3 separate regions of the Sus scrofa genome follow, and regions 1 and 3 are each linked to region 2. The links are chromatin contacts, called in public Hi-C and HiChIP or PLAC-seq maps. All regions are on one chromosome and are shown on one strand. The core of a region is the stretch at or near the end of the contact, and the rest is flanking DNA. Distances in the headings are between cores, read along the strand shown. Region 1 overlaps EPB41L2 (band 4.1-like protein 2). Region 2 overlaps AKAP7 (A-kinase anchor protein 7). Region 3 overlaps LOC106508846 (a long non-coding RNA gene).

Region 1 (4,837 bases), core at 1,143-3,642, 280 kb before region 2:
GATGCTTCGGGAGCATAATCATAAGCTACTCTGACACCTTTGTAGCCATTTAAAGAATACCTTCTTTGCCGCGATTTCTGTTATTTTAAACTAATTTTTAACCAAGTACTTTGTAGAATAGAAGCCTCACACATTCTTTAACAAAGGAATGAAAAGGATTTGATGGCACCCGCCACCCAAAGCACCTGTCCAGCATAAGACAGGGCCCCTGCGGCACTGGAGCCCTTCTCTCTGCTGGGGTGACAGGCTGGCAAGCGCAGGAATTTCTGACACACTGGCAGCCACCTCAGCCAGCAGGTTCTTTATAAATTCATGCTGATAAAAAAAAAAAAAAAAAAAAAAAAAAAAAAAAAAAAAAAAAAAAATTCATGCTGCATGTCTTTAAGTTTTTCAAAGTTAAAGTTTTGAAAACATAAATCCATAGGATTTCATTTTTTTCTTCATATTTACTTCCAGTGCTGCCCATTTGCAAGCTGCTTTGTGTAGCATGGAAAAGAGATCTGAAGAACTTAAGGCCACTTCAAATCAACTTCTAGGCGACTGTACTTACCCAGGGTAACATAAAAAAATAGTGACAAATTTGAAAACACAATAAATGTTATGCCTCCGTTTACTATGGTATACGCACCAAATAAGGCCAACCGCAACACACCATCTTCTCACTCGTCATTCACAAAAAGTTACTTTTTGCTTAAGAATTTCTTCTTCAATTATAGCGTAGTTTTCATAAAGACCATCTTTCCTCATTTCAAAAATTTCAAGTCAATATAATAAAATAATTAAGTACAGCTACACATTAAAATTTACTTGAAACAAACCAAATATGAATCTCCAATCATCAGAGCTCTTATAATTTGGGGGAATAATTAAAGAGGATGATTATAAAGACAGACAAAAGACCAGTAAACTACTTACTTGCATTTAGATAGTTTGTGATGAAATATTTTGCTTTATAAACATCAATCAGAAAAACGTTAGAGACCCAGTTCAAACCAGGAAGAGCCTACACATATTTGAAAAGTGGAAAACTGATATGATTATATCAACAGAGAACAGACAGTGACTCGTTTTAAATGATATTTGAGTTCTGACGCGACATGTGCAATAGACAGCCTCTAGTCCGAGGACATATTTAAAACCATTTATTCGACTAATTTGCCATACCTTTCCTTCAATGTACTGCACTGGTGGAGCTTTAGCCAGGCTTCTGACATCCCTTCTGCCGTCACCATCTTGTACCACGGCAGGACTGACAACTCCCGGGCCATATGCTGACACCTCTCCAGCAGGGCCAGCAAAATCTTTCATAAGACTTTGGTCCACAACACCAACTGGAGCTAGTAAGGAATGACCATTTGGATGACTTTAGAACATTTAAACAACAGCATTTTATGAAACGTCTCCCCTCCACCCCCTTCACAGATAAATAGGCAGCATGTAGACAATTAATAGAAACAGAAACCTTATTTGATTATGAAAATAACATCTCAAACAAACCACTGTTAAAATAAACTCGGAAAGTATTCTGAATTGTGACCCATTAAATCACAGCTCTCCAATCAGAGATTGTTCAAGGATATACACGCATTATGGAACTGGCCAGTAGGAGGAGCTCTAAGACCAGGTGAAACATCAGGGTCAGCACTATGTCAGAATTACAAAGTAAAGCAGTATTTTAATTCCCCAGGGTCTCCTTAATCTTGCCTGAACTTATTTCTGAATCTCTCTATAGCAACAAAAAACTAGTTATTAAAATGATTTGCTTCAATAAGTTTTATGATTGCCTCCATAAAGGAACCTTTAATTAGAACACCAGTTAAAACTGCAACAAGACAGTAAGGACGGATTTTACTTCTGTGTTTAAACCTCTCTGTTTAATATTTTCCATCCTCCTAACCTTCCTCCTGAACGCCTCAACTTGACCTACAGTAGGTCTAATACATGGAAATGCTCTGCCTCAGCAAATCTCACCCTTATGCGCTCCCATCTCTCCTAGAGATGGGCAGGAACACAGACTGTGTAGATATTTCTGTCATACAGCAGATCAGCCTAAGATGGCTTTAAATCTCAACAAGGCGAAGTGGCAGCAACCGGCAGAAGCCTCTGTCCATCTGTAGTGTCCCCCCCACCCATCCCCCGCCGATGCTGAGACAACCACTGAGGTCACTTCACCTGTATAAAAAGCACTTCCTGACGTAGTGTGCTGTGCTCCGGTTCTATGCCCCTAGGGAAGCCTAGGAAACAAAGACCTTCAGGCTGCAAGTTCTTAGAGGGCAGGGAACGTGTGTGATCCCCCATCACTGACCTTGGGCAACACCTAGACCTCTTATCCATTGTGTTACAAGAAACCTCTTAATCCACACCCCCACATGCCCTGTCCAAACTTCCTTCTTCCCCTATATTAACTTTCTGCCACATACACTCACTCTCATGCTGGCACCCAGTTACTCAAGTCAGAAAGCTTGAAGTCTCCTCCTTTACTCCTCAACGACCAGCAAGCTGAAAGGAGTCCTTGGATAGATTTTTCAATGTGGCCAGTTTCTTCCATCTCTATTTTACCACCCAGGTCCCTGTGAAGACTTTTGTGGCTCTTAAATACGCATACTTTGGAAAGCCCAGACCAAATCATATTAAACATTAAAATGAACTCACATCATACACTAAGTGTAATTATTTTCTAGGGTCCCCCCCAATTTTTAAAAGATTTTTAAGAAGTTTTCCTTGGAAACTATATGGCTCTGAGTAACTCTTTAGTCTATGTTTATGATTTTTAAGAACCCCATTATGCATCCTCAGAAATTTACTGCAAAATGAGGAAATGTGACCTAGCAATGGTTTCAAATGTAATGATATCAAAATTTTAATGAATATCAAATTTGAAGTTGCCAAATGAGGGTGGCAAGTGTTGACACTGCATATTTTTATTAAACATGTATTGATTTCAGTTTGTGGCTAATAATTTCTTTCAGGTATTCAACCCTTGCAGAACCCTGACAAGCTTATAGGCCAGGGACTATCCCTAACCAAGCTGCTTGAGCTTCCTCTCAAATCCTCTCCAATTATTCCTGACATGGCATGAAGTGATTTTTTTTTTTTTTTAAGATAGCACTGTACACATATGTGTTTGCCCAATCCTTCAACTGTTTCCTAGAAAACCCACATTCTCCATCACAGCCTGCAAGGGCCGTAGTGACCCCTCCCAGCCTACCTCTCCCCATCACTGGTGACTTCTGACAACACTTGCCTTCTTTCTATTCTTGGAATGTTATCAAGCTGTCCCTGAACTTAGGACTTTCAGATCTGCTACTCCTGCTGCCTGGAATGCTTTCTCTCCTGCTTACTCGTGGTGGCCTCCTTCTCGCCCTTCAAGTCTCAACTGAAACGGTTCTTCCTCAGACAGGCCTCCCTCCCCTGATGACACCATCCGCAATGTCCCTGCTTCTTATATCCGCCCCTCCCAAATGCATCTTGGTTGTCAGTGCTCTCCAGGACTGATCTGCCTCCTTTCTGGAATGACTGTGGAATCTTGGAATCTCTCTATTCTAAAGAGAGCTACTCCAGATGGATTGTTATCTGACAGAACAAAGTTTGTTATTTGGTATCCCATTGATTTTTCTCCTATGTAATCACTAGAAGGTTTATTTTCATTTGTCAAACCATAAAGTGAAGAATATTTATGCATCTTGTCTAGTCTGTTTAAAAACAGGAAAAAGAAAAAAACAACAACAAAAAGGTATACTGATGGTGTGGCGGGAAAAATAAAGCTCAGTACGGTTACCGCCTAGCTTTGCTCTGGGGGGAAAAGAGAACATAAGTCCTAACCAAGTAGTTCCCTAGCTGCCTGGTCATGTATTGGCATGAAAAGCCTCCTATTTTTCACAATGACACAATAATCCTTTTGATGACTTGCCCATCTGATGAATTACAGTGTCCAAAACACAAAAGGAAAAATAATGGATTACTGTGCCATGTTTGTTGCTTTTACTTGTGAAAATCATTGTTTTCGGATACAGGCCTACTATTACCCTCTGCACTAACTGTCCATACAAGATGGTGGGTTTCCTTGAGCACTGTTTATATACCTCAAAGAAAAGGCACTGGTTTACTGCTCTTTGTAGACCCTAACCCTGGCAGTATAAGAGGTACAAAACCTCAGAGTTGAACACAAAAGCTGAAACCGCGTTCCAAAAAGAGGAATAATTTCTCTCGGGGCATTCAACAACACTGATCACATTTACTCAGCACTTGTATAAATTCTTTGTGACAAGGGGCAAGGCTTGTGGAATATTTACATAAGCGGGCATATTTTTCAGACTTGTAAAAAGCGCTCAGTTGTTGATGAGCTAAGAGATACTCTGACAACTATTGTACAGTAATAATTCACTAAATTTAAATTGCTACATTTGCGAATGTGGACATTTATCTGAACCACAGTTTATGATCCTGTTGCACATTTTTTTCTGTGGTCTCATAAAACTACATGAAAGATTCTCCAGAATCAAGATGCGAACTATATATACCAAAACACCCACCAACAAATGTTGGCAAGTATCTCCATGTGTCTGCTTGGATCTGTTTGCCAAGTTTATTCCAGGAAAAATAGATCAAGGCCAAGGAGTGTCAATGCTCCGCTCATGAGAGAAGATTTTTATCTCTTATGGCATATCCAGTCTGTTTTGGCTAATTATTTGAAACATAAGTTGTTCAAAGTTCATATTTCACACAGATATCAAAAACAGATTTTTGCTAATAGTAGTAAAATAGATATTTTCAAATTTAACATGACTATTTATATTTATATATGTTTTGAAATTAATCAACCAAAAAAATGTTGGAA
Region 2 (4,790 bases), core at 1,573-4,072:
GGACACAGATGTGGCTTGGATCTGGTGTTGCTATGGCTGTGGCGATGGTGTAGCTGGCAGCTGCAGCTCTTTCCACCCCTAGACTGGGAACTTACGTATGCCGCAGATACGGCCCTAAAAAGAAAAAAAGAAGAAGAAATTGTCCTTCAGACAATTTGCTTTAGCTATGAGGTGAATTATATTATTTAGGGAGCATTCTTAGCTGATTTTTGAAGAATATCTGATGTATTTGTAATATGCTTTTCTATTTAGTGCTTGAAGGAATGTCTCTGGTCCTAGGAGGAATTGAACAGCCTCTTAAAATATTCATCAGCTTTCCTTCCAGATCGTGAGTTAACAGAGATGAAAAATGACATGTGGTTTTCACACTAGCAAAATCTTTTCTGATCTCAAGAATGATATTTCTATAACCATTACCCAGTATTCTGGCTAAGCAATAGATTATGCAATTAGGAACATAAAATCAATACTGGAAATTCTTTCCCAAGTGAAGGTGGCATTTTTTCCTTTTATTTCTGTATACCCAGAGAGTATAGTGTGCTAGGAAAACACATTAATAAAAATTAAATGTGCTTTGTGACAAATATTATTTAAAAGAGTATGGTGGAGAGATATCCAGCATCATAGAGTTTAGGCCCAGTGAATGATGAGAACTGTTGAGTCAAAATTTGATGTAACTGAAGCCAGTAAATTAGAAAGTGTTACTTGTTTAGAATTAATTGGTAACATTAATTGCTATATCACATAAAATAATATGTAAAATGATGAATGATAAATACCTACTCTTTTGATTTCTGTTAACAAAGCTGCTTTTATCTCTTGTATTTTTTTTTTTTTTTGATAATTCTGAACATTAAGTCTTTCTCTTATTGGGCTGAAATCTGTCCCATAAAAGCAGGGATATGTTTTCTGTCTTCAGCACATGATGTGCCTTGCAATTATAGGGACTGCTCAGTGAATAACTGAACCTATGAGTTTTACCTTTTGCACCTCCATGCAATTTCTATTTTGGGGGTTGGTGTGAATATATTGCTAAGTTGCTATCTGAAGCTCTTTTCTGTGATAATTCTTCAAATAATTGAAGACTTAGAAAATATGCCTTCCTGTCTTTAGTCAAATCTTAGGAATTTAATAAGGTAGTCCATCATGGTATGGGTTAAACTGTCAGATGGTGCCAATATTTGACTGTTTTTGAGCAATAAAAAGGACGGTTTTATATGATTCAGCTTAATATTTTGATGCAGTTGAGAATATGCCAAAATAGAGAGGGTCAAAGCTGGATTACAGCAGGGTAGTTGAGAAAAGAAAGCTGTTTGTAACTTTTGTTAACTAAAAGTTGACGAGGTAGTTATAACAGTACAGGCAGGCTTCCTTTATTGCGATTCACTTTATTGTGCTTCATAAGTACTATGGGTTTTTTTTTTTTTTTTCCCTTCTGTACAAATTGAAGGTTTGTGGCAACACTGTGTTGGGGCAAGTCTATCAGTGACATTTTTCCAACAGCATTTGCTTACTTAGCGTCTTGGTGTCACATTTTGGTAATTCTTACAGTATTTCAAACTTTTTCATTATTGTATTTGTCATGGTGATCTATGGACATTGATCTTTGGCGTTACTCTTGTAATCATTTCAGGGTGCCATGCACTACGCCCATGTATGATAGCTACCTTAATACAGGTCTGTGTTCTTACCCGACTGCTTCACTGACTGGCTCATTCCCCATCTCTCGCCCTTTCCTGGGTCCTCCCTATTGCTTGAGAAATGATAATGTTGCAATTAGGCCAGTTAATAACCCTACAATGGCCCCTAAATGTTTCATTGAAAGAAAGTGTCAGTTTGGCTTGTTGTCTTATTTTAAGAAATTGCTGAGGCCGTCCCAACCTTCAGCAGCCGCCACCTGATCAGTCAATAGCCATCAACATTGAGACAAGACCCTCCACCAGCAAAAAAATTTCTAGTCCAACTGAAGGCTCAGATGATGGTTAGCATTTTTTAAAAAAAACAAGTACATTGTTTTTTAGATGTAATGCTATTGCACACTCTATAGACCATTGTATAGTGTATATATAACTTTTATATGCACACACATTTGTATGACTCACTTTATTGGGATATTTGCTTTATTCCCATGGCCTGGAATGAACCCTTGATGTCTCTGAGGTCTGCTTGTAATTCTTATGAGTACAGTCTTTAAAACACGCGCATGCTACACTGTTGTCCTTTTGTCTGAGATGTAAATTCTTCCCCACTACCTCTCATGTCAGATATATTCTTTCAGAGAGTTTTCTTTTTGGTTCTGTGTGATCTTGCTTTGGCCCAGACATTAAGTCAGAAGCTAGCAACCTAAACAAAGAAGGACTGTGCAGCATTCTTTCTGGGGGTAGGTTGTATCATCAGTGTCTAAGGCAGGTGGCAGGGGTCTCGCCCTTTGGGTATGTGCATGTATTTGGTAATGCCAGGTAGAAGAGGTGGTGCCATTGCTGGGCCTGTTCTCCACATCTTTTTGGCTTCCAGCCTGGAACCCTAGTCCTCCCAGTGTTGTGTTTTTTTTGTCTTTTTTTGTCTTTTCTAGGGCCATGCTTGTGACATATGGAGGTTCCCAGGCTATGGGTTGAATCGGAGCTGTAGCTACCAGCCTACGCCAGAGCCACAGCAACACCAGATCCAAGCCTGTGACCTACACCACAGCTCACGGCAACGCCGGACTCTTAACCCACTGAGCGAGGCCAGGGATTGAACCCACAACCTCATGGTTCCTAGTCGGATTCATTAACCACTGAGCCACCATGGGAACTCCCCTCCCAGTGTTATTGTGTAAGTTCCTTTCCTGCACAACTCAGCCAAAGTTGTCATCTGTTACTTACAACTAAGAGTTAGTGCTTCCTTGGTATGTTAATGGTCTATTGCTTAACCTTTTTTATATCATAGAAGAGAGAGGAAAAACCCTATGGTGGCAGTGACTTGCAGTGAAGGGTTTTTAGGACGTGCTCCAAATTTACAAAGTGGGATCAAAATATCACATGTAGTGCATACTGGCATTTGGTAGATATTACAGAAGTAGAATAACAAAGTAAGATTTTGAAAATGTGGTACAATTGTATTTTGAGATACTGAGTTTTTATCTGCGTGTTTCTTGTATCCCTTCTTTTATGCCTGGTCCCCTTCCAAGCAGTAGCACCCTTATGCTCAGAAAAGAGAGAATATGGCAGAAAAAAATAGAGAAAGTGCTTTGGGGTTTCAACGACTAAGCATAATGATAAGCTTTCCTGCCCTGCTGCTAGAAAAGATCCCCCGCTTTGGGTGAAGACGAGAGTTAGGGGTCAAGGCAGAGTGTGAGTTCTTGCCCCTCCTTCATCCCATGAATGAGGCAGCAGAAATTCACAGAGACTCTAGGAGCAGATATCATTGCTTAATAAATATCATGGGTATCCTTTTAGGTCAATGTATGTTGCTCTAACCCACGCTTTTGTTTATGATAGTTCCTAGTATGGCCCTGTGGTAGTTTAGCAAACATTTCTTTATTGGTGAAGGTTATTTCCAGTTTGTGATAATTCAAACAACGCCAAGTATCTTCTACATAGAATCTGGTGTATTGGTACTTTTGTTTATTTTCCTAATATTGGAATTTTTTGTTTGTCTGTTTGTTTGTTTTTGTCTTTTTGCCATTTCTAGGGCTGCTCCCGCGCCATATGGAGGTTCCCAGGCTAGGGGTCTAATCGGAGCTATAGCCACAGGCCTACACCAGAGCCACAGCAGCTCGGGATCTGCAACCTATACCACAGCTCACAGCAATGCGGGATCCTTAACCTGCTGAGCAAGGCCAGGGATTGAACCCACAACCTCATGGTTCCTAGTCGGATTCATTAACCACTGAGCCACAACGGGAACTCCCCTAATATTGGAATTTCTTGTTCAGAACCCTTGTGCAGCTTCAGTTTTAATAGTTACTGTCCAGATTATTTTCTGTTGTGGTTGTGGTAGTGGTAGCTCTCATTCCCTAACAGCTGTTAGTGCCAAGTATTTTCTCAATCTTTTTCAAGGATTCTACTTACACCTATATTAGACAACCTAAGTTGCCTCGCAGCTCATTGATGATCTATTCTTTTTTTGTGTGTGTGGTATAACTAAATAATTCACTTGTTTTTTGGTACTTCTTAACATGAATTTATATTACGGGCACTTGCCTAACTTTTTTTTTTCTAAAGCTCCCAACCTACTTGGAATAGATGAAAATAAAACAGTCAGGGAAGAAGAGGCATCAGTCAGACAATTGTTCTGGGCCCAACCCAATCCGCATTTATTCTGTAAATATCCTAAGAACTCGTAATTACCAAATAGAGTGGGAAATTTAAGCTCATCATCAAAATCAAGTATCCTTAGAGATGCTCTCACCCTTTCTGACTTTTTTTTTAATTTTCCAGATAGTTTTATTGAGATATAATTGACTTACAGCACTGCATAAGTTTGGGGTATACACCTAGAGATTATACTACATGCATCATGAAATGATTACCATGATAAGCTTAGTGAACATCTATGTCTCATGTAGATAAAAATTAAAGAAGTAGAAAAATGTATTTTTTTCCTCATGATGAGAACTCTTAGGATTTACTTTTTAAACTTTCATATGTAACATATAGCAGTGTTAATTGTATTTATGATGTTGTACATTATATCCTTAATGCTTATTTATCTTATCATTGGAAGTGTGTACTTTTTGACTGCCTTCTACCAGCTCTGCCTCCCCTCCCCTCCACCTCTGGGTAACCATAAATCTGATCTCTTTTCTA
Region 3 (4,436 bases), core at 1,197-3,696, 260 kb after region 2:
TTGAGAATGTCGATCTTCTTTTAGATATGAGAAAACTGAGGCTTTGCACCTGGGATTTAAATCCACATCCATCTATCCTAAGAACATACACTGTTTTTAATTTAATGTAGTGATGGGAACAATGGGGATAGGGAGAGACTTAGTAAACTTTTGGGTTATCTTTAAAAAAGTATTAATTGAATACCCAGTCTGCAGAATGAGATTTAGAACTGTGAAAATTTTCCCCCTTGGACTTTAATTAGAGATGTCTGATTTTTTTCCTCTACATAAATTCAAATCTTTATACTATGGACATTTACTGGACAAATTTGAAATGAGGACATAAATGTTTCCGGATATTTCTTCCCTCTCCTGAAAATTTTGCTGATTTGTTCTTGATAGTTCCTATAAATACCTCTGTGGGATGGGAAAGTGTAAAGTTAGGAGGAATGACCCGGCCAGAATGAACTATGATTCATGATAACATGTAATTCCCTTAAATGTTTAAATTTAAAATCCGTGTAAATGAATAACCTTTTAAAAGACATGCTGCATCACCAGTGGAGTTTGACAAATGCTTCTAATTACTTAATGCATTACATAGGTAAGAAAGCTAAATACTCTTAGACCTCATTGCTATTTCAGATCAAATGAGAGATGGGTGCATTGATTTGCCATGCATGTTTGTGTGTGTGTGTGTGTGTGTGTGTGTGTGTGTGTAGAATTCATTCAAAGAAACTTTTGAAATCTCAGATGTAAAAAGAGATTAAATTCCACGTGGAATGTGAAAAAAACTCTTCAATTGGTTAATACTGACAATTCTCAACTATAGCTACAATTTATTTTATGTTAAATTATATTCTAAAGCTAATTTGTCTGTTCTTTTACGAGATTAATTTATTATATGTAATCTAGCGCCCCCTTGTGTAATAGATTTTATTAACAAAGTTTGGGAACCAGTATTTGTATACTACGGATACTTTCCTGTAAATCATGTATCTGATAAAGTTTTGGTATCCGTGGCATATAAAGAATTCTTACAGGAGTTCCCGTCGTGGTGCAGTGGTTAACAAATCCGACTAGGAACCATGAGGTTGCGGGTTCGATCCCTGGCCTTGCTCAGTGGGTTAAGGATCCGGAGTTGCCGTGAGCTGTGGTGTAGGCCGGCAGCCACAGCTCCGATTAGACCCCTAGCCTGGGAACCTCCATATGCCACCGCAGTGGCCCAAGAAAATAGCAAAAATACAAAAAAAAAAAAAAAAAGCAATGAATTTGAATATGCATTTTTTCTCTAAATGTATATTCTTACATGGCCAATGAGCACATGAAAATATGGTCACATTTGTCCTTAGAGAAACGTAAAATAAAACCACAATCCAATAGCACTTCACATCTTCTTGGATGGCTTATATATTGTGTTTTGATTTCCAATTTTAGTCCTTGGATCATGGTATTATTTTATCTTTATTTTTTGGTTTGTATTTCCAAAGTCATACACAATAAAAAAAATATAGAAAGGAGCAAGGTTGAAATTTTCAGGTTTCATGCTTTGCCTATAACTGTCATTGAACCAAAACCACGTATGCATTGGAACGTTTCTTAAGAAAATCAGATTCATTCTCAGGAGGGAGGAAAAATAACTTTGTAAAACAGGAGAATTAGTTCTCAGAGATTCTTGGAATTTCAGGGTAAGAAGAAATTGTGGTGATGGAGCGAGGGGCAGAATGTGGCTGACATTTGTTTTTCCTGTGCAAATACAGCTGTCACTGTGTGGTGTGGCACAGGCTACAGGGCATGGTTAGTCCTTCCATGGAGCATGGGTTTATGACAGACTTCTCTTTTTTTAAAAAATTGTGGTACACATACAGAGAACAAACTACTCATTACCAGTAAGACGGGGAGGGGCAACATAAGAGGTGGAGAAGTGGGAGTTACAAACTATTGGGTGTAAGATAGGCCACAAGGATGTATTGTACAACACAGGAATATAGCCAATATGCTAACAGTAAGTGGAGTGTAACCTTTAAAAACTGCATATGTTGGGAAAATGAGTCATCGTCTGTGAGTCTCCTCTTCAGGAAATATTGCTGTAAGACAAAAATCAGTTGAGCAAATATAGTTTGGGGTGCTTTGTTCAAAAAATGTGATAAAAATCACGTAACATAAAATTTACCGTCTGAACCATTTGTAAGTGTGTAGAGTACAGTAGTGATAGGCAGAGGTACTTTGCTGTGCACCAGAACTCTAGACCTTTTCATCTTGTAAAATAGAAACCCTGTATCCATTGAACAACTCCCCTTTTCCCTTCCTGACAGTTTTCCTTTTTTCAGGAAATCTCATGTGAACACCAATATGTGAAGAGGTAGAAGCTATGTTGCCGTAATCCATGGCAAGGGAGGTGGCACCCTTTCCCTGGGACCCCCCTCCCTGTTGATGCTCAGGCTTGTGCACTCTGTGACTCTAGGCTTTTCAAGACTGTGGTTTCACACAATCAGAGACTTAGCTCTTCCCCACTGTAAAGGGTAGAACAGTACCCTATCTATCCCCCAAGTTCATATGTTGACGTCTCAACCCCCAGTACCTCAGAATGAGATCCTATTTGGCAATAGGGTCTTTATAGAGGTAATCAAGTTAATATGTGGTCATTAGGGTACACCCTAATCCAACAGGACTGGCGTCCTTATAAAAGGGGGAAATTTGTGACAACCAAGGCAGAGGTGGCGGTGATGCTTCTAAAAACCAGAGCACCTAGAATTGCTCATAAACCACCAAAAGCTGAGGAGAGATTCTCTCTCACAGCCCTCAGAAAGAACCAGTCCTACTGACACTTTCACCTTGGACTTCTAGCTTCTAGAACTGTGAAAGAATAGATTTCTATTTTTTTTGATGACAGCCCTAGCCAGCTAATACTCCCACATTTCCCATCAGTGAAGCTGTGGATTGCTATGGCTGCTGGATATGGCCAACACAGCCAACAGAGACTTAAGTTTTAGGCTGAGTAGTTACAAATCCCCAGAGATATGACAACTTTGTACTATAATGCAGTTACAGGTTATGGAAAATAATTAACTCAGTGAAAAATGTGCTTTCTAATTGGCCATAAAGGAGAGCAGAATATGCACCCCCAAATATGCCTCTTTGGCATAAGGATTGTCTTGAGCTGGTCTTTTTTAAGAAATAGCAGACACAAGGGAAGCTTTGAAAACTGAACAGAAGTTACCCTTTGGTCAGGGACATTTCCATTTATCAGGGAAATCTTCATTGGTGAGGGTGTCTCCCTCTCTGTACCAGAAAGAGAAAGATGATGAAATTGCTACAATCTCTTGTCAGTGGAGAAGGCAGCAACTTAAATTGATATAATAATTAAGTGAAATCTTTTTTAAAATTGTTATTTCCCCAATACAGTTTTTTTTCTACTGTACAGCATGGTGACCCAGTTACACATATATGTACACATTCTATTTTCACACATTATCATGCTCCATCATAAGTACTAGACATAGTTCCCAGCACTACACAGCAGAATCTCATTGCTAATCCATTCCAAAGGCAATAGTTTGCATCTATTAACCCAAAGCTCCCCATCCACCCTACTCCTCCCCCTCCCCCTTGGCAACCACAAGTCTATTCTCCAAGTCCAGGATTTTCTTTTCTGTGGAAAGGTTCATTTGTGCCATATGCTAGATTCCTGATATAAGTGATAACATATGGTATTTGCGTTTCTCTTTCTGACTTGACTTTACTCAGTATGAGAGTCTCTAGTTCCATCCATGTTGCTGCAAATGGCATTATCGTGTTCTTTTTATGGCTGAGTAGTATTCCATTGTGTATATATACCATATCTTCCTGATCCAATCATCTTAGGTGGACATTTGGGTTGTTTCCATGTCTTGCCTATGGTAAATAGTGCTGCAATCAACATGCGGGTGCACGTGTCTTTTTTAAGGAAAGTTTTGTCTGGATATATGCCCAAGAGTGGGATTGCTGGGTCATATGGTAGTTCTATGTATAGATTTCTAAGGTACCTCCATGCTGTTCTCCGTAGTGGTTGTACCAGCTTACATTCCCACCAACAGTGCAGGAGGGTTCCCTTTTCTCCACACCCCCTCCAGCATTTGTTATTTATTAATGATGGCCATACTGACTGGTGTGAGGTGGTATCTCGTGGTAGTTTTGATTTGCATTTCTCTAATATGATATCAGGGATATTGGCCATCTGTACATCTTCCTTGGAAAAATGTCTATTCATGTCTTTTGCCCATTGGGTTGTTGGTTTTTTTGCTGTTGAGTTGTATACGTTGCTTGTATATTCTAGAGATTAAGCCCTTGTCAGTTGCATCATTTGAAACCATTTTCTCCCATTCTGTAAGTTGTCTTTTTGTTTTCTTTTTGGTTTCGTTTGCTGTGCAAAAGCTTGTCAGTTTGATTAGGTCCCATTGGTTTATTTTTGCTTTTAT

What was found. Hi-C and Micro-C count contacts between places; a contact is called where the count stands out from the background. HiChIP or PLAC-seq counts read pairs in DNA pulled down with a chosen protein or histone mark.
Region 1: an H3K27ac HiChIP or PLAC-seq map of alveolar macrophages shows a contact between it and region 2. The contact joins two enhancer-like sites. A contact is called at or near these places in 1 of 5 promoter capture datasets (liver), 23 of 47 Hi-C or Micro-C datasets (adipose tissue, alveolar macrophages, blood and 14 more) and 2 of 2 datasets of contacts at active chromatin or transcription factors (alveolar macrophages and skeletal muscle).
Region 3: a Hi-C map of alveolar macrophages shows a contact between it and region 2, with 2.6 times the contacts expected there. The contact joins two enhancer-like sites. A contact is called at or near these places in 1 of 5 promoter capture datasets (liver), 21 of 47 Hi-C or Micro-C datasets (alveolar macrophages, brain, embryonic fibroblasts and 11 more) and 1 of 2 datasets of contacts at active chromatin or transcription factors (alveolar macrophages).

Annotation. Positions count from the first base shown.
Region 1 is chr1:32,582,511-32,587,347 of Sscrofa11.1, reverse strand. It overlaps EPB41L2 (band 4.1-like protein 2), which reads right to left. Exons shown (of 18, transcript XM_021088293.1): 12 at 1,165-1,337. Among named protein-coding and RNA genes, the nearest start is that of SMLR1, 120 kb to the left of the region's middle. Within about 2 kb of position 2,392, at least 12 of the 83 cell types and tissues checked have an H3K27ac peak or open chromatin away from gene starts, as enhancers often do. A contact at or near this core is called in alveolar macrophages, where this site is marked.
Region 2 is chr1:32,303,818-32,308,607 of Sscrofa11.1, reverse strand. All of the region lies in intron 5 of AKAP7 (A-kinase anchor protein 7), which reads left to right. Among named protein-coding and RNA genes, the nearest start is that of AKAP7, 56 kb to the left of the region's middle. Within about 2 kb of position 2,822, at least 3 of the 83 cell types and tissues checked have an H3K27ac peak or open chromatin away from gene starts, as enhancers often do. A contact at or near this core is called in alveolar macrophages, where this site is marked.
Region 3 is chr1:32,047,356-32,051,791 of Sscrofa11.1, reverse strand. The region is part of intron 4 of LOC106508846 (a long non-coding RNA gene); the gene reads left to right. Among named protein-coding and RNA genes, the nearest start is that of ARG1, 29 kb to the right of the region's middle. Within about 2 kb of position 2,446, at least 3 of the 83 cell types and tissues checked have an H3K27ac peak or open chromatin away from gene starts, as enhancers often do. A contact at or near this core is called in alveolar macrophages, where this site is marked.